2 separate regions of the Nomascus leucogenys genome follow, and region 1 is linked to region 2. Evidence: chromatin contacts called from public Hi-C data. All regions are on one chromosome and are shown on one strand. The core of a region is the stretch at or near the end of the contact, and the rest is flanking DNA. Distances in the headings are between cores, read along the strand shown. Region 1 overlaps UBTF (nucleolar transcription factor 1). Region 2 holds the start of SLC25A39 (solute carrier family 25 member 39).

The links. Hi-C and Micro-C count contacts between places; a contact is called where the count stands out from the background.
Region 1: a contact with region 2 is called in a Hi-C map of a lymphoblastoid cell line, with 7 times the contacts expected there. The contact joins the enhancer-like site here to the promoter of SLC25A39 in region 2. A contact is called at or near these places in 4 of 4 Hi-C or Micro-C datasets (a lymphoblastoid cell line and an unstated tissue).

What each region holds. Positions count from the first base shown.
Region 1 is chr19:31,949,428-31,952,127 of Asia_NLE_v1, reverse strand. UBTF (nucleolar transcription factor 1) reads right to left here. Exons shown (of 21, transcript XM_030800687.1): 10 at 2,653-2,700; 11 at 2,324-2,365; 12 at 2,073-2,186; 13 at 1,826-1,981; 14 at 1,342-1,497; 15 at 1,148-1,258; 16 at 669-757; 17 at 375-564. Among named protein-coding and RNA genes, the nearest start is that of ATXN7L3, 10 kb to the left of the region's middle. Within about 2 kb of position 1,322, the one cell type or tissue checked has an H3K27ac peak away from gene starts, as active enhancers do. A contact at or near this core is called in a lymphoblastoid cell line, where this site is marked.
Region 2 is chr19:31,835,704-31,838,403 of Asia_NLE_v1, reverse strand. SLC25A39 (solute carrier family 25 member 39) reads right to left here and starts at 1,309. Exons shown (of 12, transcript XM_030799337.1): 1 at 1,150-1,309; 2 at 1-29. The coding sequence starts at 14.

The sequences.
Region 1 (2,700 bases), core at 73-2,572, 110 kb before region 2:
ACATGGTGAAACCCCATCTCTACTAAAAACACGAAAATTAACCAGGTGTGGTGGTACGCGTCTGTAGCCCCAGCTACTCTGGAGGCTGTGGAAGGAGAATCGCTTGAACCTGGGAGGTGGAGGTTGCAGTGAGCCGAGACTGCACCACCGTACTCCAGCCTGGACAAGAGAGCAAGACTGTCTCAAAAAATAAAATAAAATAAAACATAAAAATAAAAGGGTGATAGTGACTGTTATCCTGAAGGATTGCAAGGGCATGGAATGAAATCATGAATGAGACCAGCCAGCACAAGTGGGTGGATGGGCCAGGCTGGGCTGGTGCTGGCTTAGTCTGATGCCTCCCTGTTCTTTCCAAGGGTCCCTTGCCCTCTCACCTTGACCCAGAGGTCCAGGTGCACCTTGTACTGCTTTTGCTGCTCCTCGGCCAGCTTTTTATAGTGCTCCTTCTGGCTCTGGGAGATGCGCTGCCAGCGGCTGCCGATCTCCACCATGCGCTCCTTCAGCGGCAGGTGGTTCAGCTCCCCATTGGACAGCAGCTCCTGGGAGAACTTCTGGTAACCGTTCCTGGGAGGTGGGGGTGGTACAAGGAGGGTCAGGACCCCAACAAAGCAGCCGTCCAGCCCTGACCCTCCCCCACCTCCAGGGCAGGCTCCAACCCCCAGGCTCACATGGGAGGCTTCTTGGGTTCTCCCTGGAATTTCATCTTCTTGGAAGAATTTGTAGCAGCTGGAGGTGCCCGCATCTCACTCAGCTCTCTCTGGAGGGAGAAAGGTCACACTCACCCCCCAGTCCCACCCCCAAAATACTGCTGCCTTCTGCCCCATGCCATCAGCACCTTAGCTGGCTGTCTTTTTCTGTGCCGGGGAGGAGGAGAAACAGGTAGCTAGTGAGCAACTTCCTGACAGCTCACATCTGAGGCAGGCACCACAGTTTACAAGTGCTTTCACAACTGCTCGCATCCCCCGAGTCAGCCTGGAGGTTAGCAATGTCACCCCCACCTTACTGATGAGAGACAGGGGTTCAGAGAAAGAAGCTGGGACTTGCTGAGGGTCACAGACCAAGGCTGGGCCTTCTTGCTCAGAGCTGCCCAACCAAAGGGGAGTTCCCGAGCTTTCAATGAATGGGGGGGCCCCGGCCCCATTCCTACCTCGTATCGCTTTTGGTCTTCGGCTGCCTTCTTAATCCACATCAGTTTCTCCTTCTTTTCCATGTTATTCCAGGTCATTTCCATGGCTTTCAAGGCCTTCACCCGGTCATTCTGGGGACCGATAAGGGTATCAGCCGTGGGAGGGGTCACCCGGGGCTAGAGGCTGCAGTACTACCCTTTCCCACCCCTGTCACCTTGAAGCGGGCCAGGTAGTCGCCGATAACGCTCTGTTGCCAGATCTCTTCAGCTCTCTTGGGGGACTCGGGCAGCTTGCCCCGTTCCTCGCGCTCCCCACCGGGCTTCCTCTCCGACTGAGCCTTGAGCGCCGCCTCCCGGGCCTTGTACTTGGCCTGCGGGGATGGCCCGGGCGTCAGCCTTCCACCCACCCCCAGGGGGCGCGCGCTCCCCACGCAGCAGCCCAGGCGCTCCCGCCGGTGGGCAGAGGCGGGCAGAGGCGTGGGCTGGTGCAGATGTCTCCCGCCTGGGGCTCGCCCCCGCCTGGCCTGCGGCGCTCAGCTGACAGCTTCCCGCCTTCCGGCTGCTGAGCGCCAGCCCCACGTCCCAGCCCAGGCACCGCGTGGCTCAGGCGGCCAGGGGCGAGGTGGCACGGCCCGCCAAGGGGAGGAGGGGACCCTGGCAGCCCCCCTGGGGGCACAGCGCTCTGCCAGGCAGCCTGACCTTCTTCTTCTCAGACAGGTCGTTCCACATTCGGGCCAGCAGGCGGGTCAGCTCGCTCTCGGAGAGCTCAGGCCGCTCCTCCTGCAGCTGCCGCCGCTTCTCCTCCGAGAAGATGAACATGGCCGACACGGGCCGCTTGGGCTTCTCGGAGCCGCCCTGTCCAGGTGCAGAGGGTCGGGGTCCGTGGGTGCTGCCAGGGAGCCCAGTCTTGCCCACCCCCGCCTGCGCGGCCGCACCCTCTGCCCACCTTGCCCCCTTCCTGGGCTGGCTTCTTGGAGGCGGGGCTGGTGGCCTGCTTCTTGTTGATGTTCAGCATCTTCTCTTCCCCCAAGACCCGCTGCTGCTCCTCCTCGGGCAGGCTCTGGACAGGAAAGAGGAGCACGGGGCTGCATGCCTGGCACCCAGACTGCATGGTGCCCTATCTCCAGGGGCTCACCAGGGCTCTGCCTGCCAAGTCCCAGTTCTCTCTGCCCACTGCCCCACCGGAGGAACACTCACCTCGAGGAAACGGAGCAGCTCCACCTCGTAATCTTTCTTTTTCTGGGAAAGTGAGTGGAGTCAGGATCAGTCTGGAGACAGTGTCCCCACAGACCCTGCAGTACTCCGAGGACAGTGACCTTCAGTGGGCCTCCAGAGCCTGGGTGTGGGCTGGACTCCCTGCCTGGACGGGCTCAGTTGCTAAGCCCAGCCCAGCCCCACACCGTATTGGAGGCAGGTACCAAAGGCAGGTACCCAAGGCACACGACACCAGGGACTGACTGGCCCAAGATGGGATCAGACCTCATGCTTCAAAACCCCAAGGCAGGGTGGCCCCTGCCACAGCTCACCTGGTCACACTTCTTGTGATAGGCATCCTTCTCCTTCTGGGACAGCAG
Region 2 (2,700 bases), core at 60-2,559:
TCCTGGTCAGCCATCTTGAAGCTTCAGTCCTGAAAACCAAACCTCAAACAGACCACAACTCCAGGGATAGCAGGAAAGGAGACTGGGCCACTGTGAGACTTTTGTTTTGAGACGGCGTCTCGCTCTCCGCACTGTTGCCAGGCTGGAGTGCAGTGGTACCATCTTGGCTCACTGCAACATCCACCCCCGTTCAAGCAATTCTCTTGCTTCAGCCTCCCAAGTAGCTGGGACTACAGGCGCGCACCCCCACGCCTAGCTAATTTTTGTATTTTTAGTAGAGACGGGGTTTCACCATGTTGGCCAGGATGGTCTCGATCTCCTGACCTTGTGATCCGCCAGCCTCAGCATCCCAAAGCGCTGGGATTACATGCGTGAGCCACCGCACCCGGCCCACTGTGAGACTTTAACCCGACCCTCGAAACATCTGTTGCCTCAACAACCCTGGCAATGACCTCTAAAGCAGGGACCATCCACCCCCCTCCTCCGGGGAAAACTAAGGCTCGGGGAGACCAGGTGGCCTGCCCAAGGTCACTCAGGAGCGGTTCCGAAGGAAGCTGGGGTGCCAGACCTATCGCTCGATTACAATAGGAGCCAGGGCCGTTCCCTCGTCGACCTCGCACGTGTCCACTGCGCACCTCCTACGTGCAGGCGCGGATTTGGCCCTCGTGGCCCCCAAATCAGAGTACCTGTGCTGCCCCCGCAGCCCCCACTCCAGCACCAACGCCCCGGGCGGGCACCTGGGAGCGTAAGTTACCGGGCGTGGAGAGACGGCCGGGCACCGAGGGTGACGTGTAAACAGATCTGGTGACCACGAAGGGCCCGTCGCCTCCTCAGGACTGCGGGCTGGGATGCCCGGCCCTCCCCGCCCAGCCGGACGGGCCAGACCCGGGGCCCGGAGAGAAAGAGCAGTCTCTGGCCTCACGCCACAAAATGCAGGCCCGGGGCGCAGCCGGGAGAGCAGGAAGTATGGACGTAGGGCCAGGATGTCTCCCCGACCCTCGACGACACTCCCGGCCACGAACCGCGCAGAGCCGCCAGGTGAAGAGGACCACGCCAGCCCGACGGCCCCAGCACCTGCCCTAGCTCGCACGGCCGCCCGGAGACCCCGGCTTCCGTCTCCGCCCCCAGCCCCGGCCCAGCGCCGCCTACCTGGCTCTAGGCTGGTGATCGTGCGGCGCGGCGCCCTGGGCCAGGCGGGCCCATACCGGCTCCGCCGCCTGTGCGCGGTCCGCGCGCGCTCGCCGCGCACCGAGGCTGATGCCGAAAGCAGCCAAGGGGGCCCCGCCCCCACACCGCGCCGCGAGGCCCCGCCCGCCGCGGGCCGACCAGACGCAAGCCCGGAGTGTCCCCGGCTCCGCCCACTCACGTCTCCGCCCACTCGCGTCTCCGCCGGGACCTGCGGCGGTCCCGCCCCCTTGCCGGGGCAGCGCGGGCAGGTTCCATTCCTGTCCAGCGCTGAGAGCTGCCGGCTAACTTCGCGGTCTCCACGTCGCGCTTAACCTGGCAGCAGCAGGCACTTCCAGCATCTTTTTTTAGACAGCATCTTTTTCAGCCTCGCTCTGTCACCCAGGCTGGAGGGCAGTGGCGCGATCTAGGCTCACTGCAGCCTTGACCTCCCGGACTCAAGCGATCCTCCTGCCTCAGCCTCCGGAGTAGCTGGGACCACAGGCGCGCGCCGCCACGCCTGGGTGGTTTGTTATTTTATTTTTGTCTCCCTATGTTACCCAGGCTAGTCTGGAACTCCTGGGCTCAAGCGATCCGCCCACCTCGGTCTTCGAAAGTGCTGCGATTCCAGGCGTGAGCCGCCGCGCCGGGCTGTTAAGCGCATTTTCACCAGCCCCGTCCCGGCCGCGCGCGGCATTGGAAGCCCCAGCGCCTTCCGGACGGCGAGGGTGACACACTGGCCCCCTTCCTCGGTGTCCTCAGGTGCGTGGCGGCGGCGGCAGTGAGAATGGGTTCTTCGAGATCGCCGGGAGACCACACAATAACGACGAAGTTACTTGCCGGGCTCCCCGCCGAGACTTGAAAACTTCGCGGCGACTTCTCTCGCCGGCCTTAGCATCGCCCCCATTTTTCAGGTTACGGAACAGGCCCGCACCTGCAAAACGCTTTGTAAACCACAGGGCCCCGCGCGGGTGTGCGCCACCGGGTTAGCTGAGCTGCAGCCTGGGCCGGGCGGGCTGGGACGTGAGCGAGCCGGGAGAGCCATGGGGAGCCAGATCCCACCTCCGCGTGACCTTGGGCAAATCACAACCTCGCCTAAGGCCCGGAATGACTGCGCGGAGAGGGAGAGCACTGAGTGCGGGAGGGCACAGACGTTTTGGTGTTGGTTGCTGTCGTATCGTGATTTCTTCTGAGTCTCAAAACTCTTTGCAGTAGGTTATTGTTGAAATAGATTACCACAGGCCGGGCGCGGTGGCTCACGCCTGTAATCCAGCACTTTAGGAGGCCGAGGCGGGAGGATCACTTGAAGTCAGGAGTTCGAGACCAGCCTGGCCAACATGGTGAAACCCCGTCTCTACTAAAAATACAAAATTAGCCGGGCATGATGGCGGGCGCCTGTAATCCCAGCTACTCGGGAGGCTGAGGCAGGAGAATCACTTGAACCCGGCCGGCAGAGGTTGCAGTGAGCCAAGATCGCACCACTGCATTCCAACTTGGGCAACAGAGTGAGACTCCGTCTCAGAAAAAAAGGCCGGG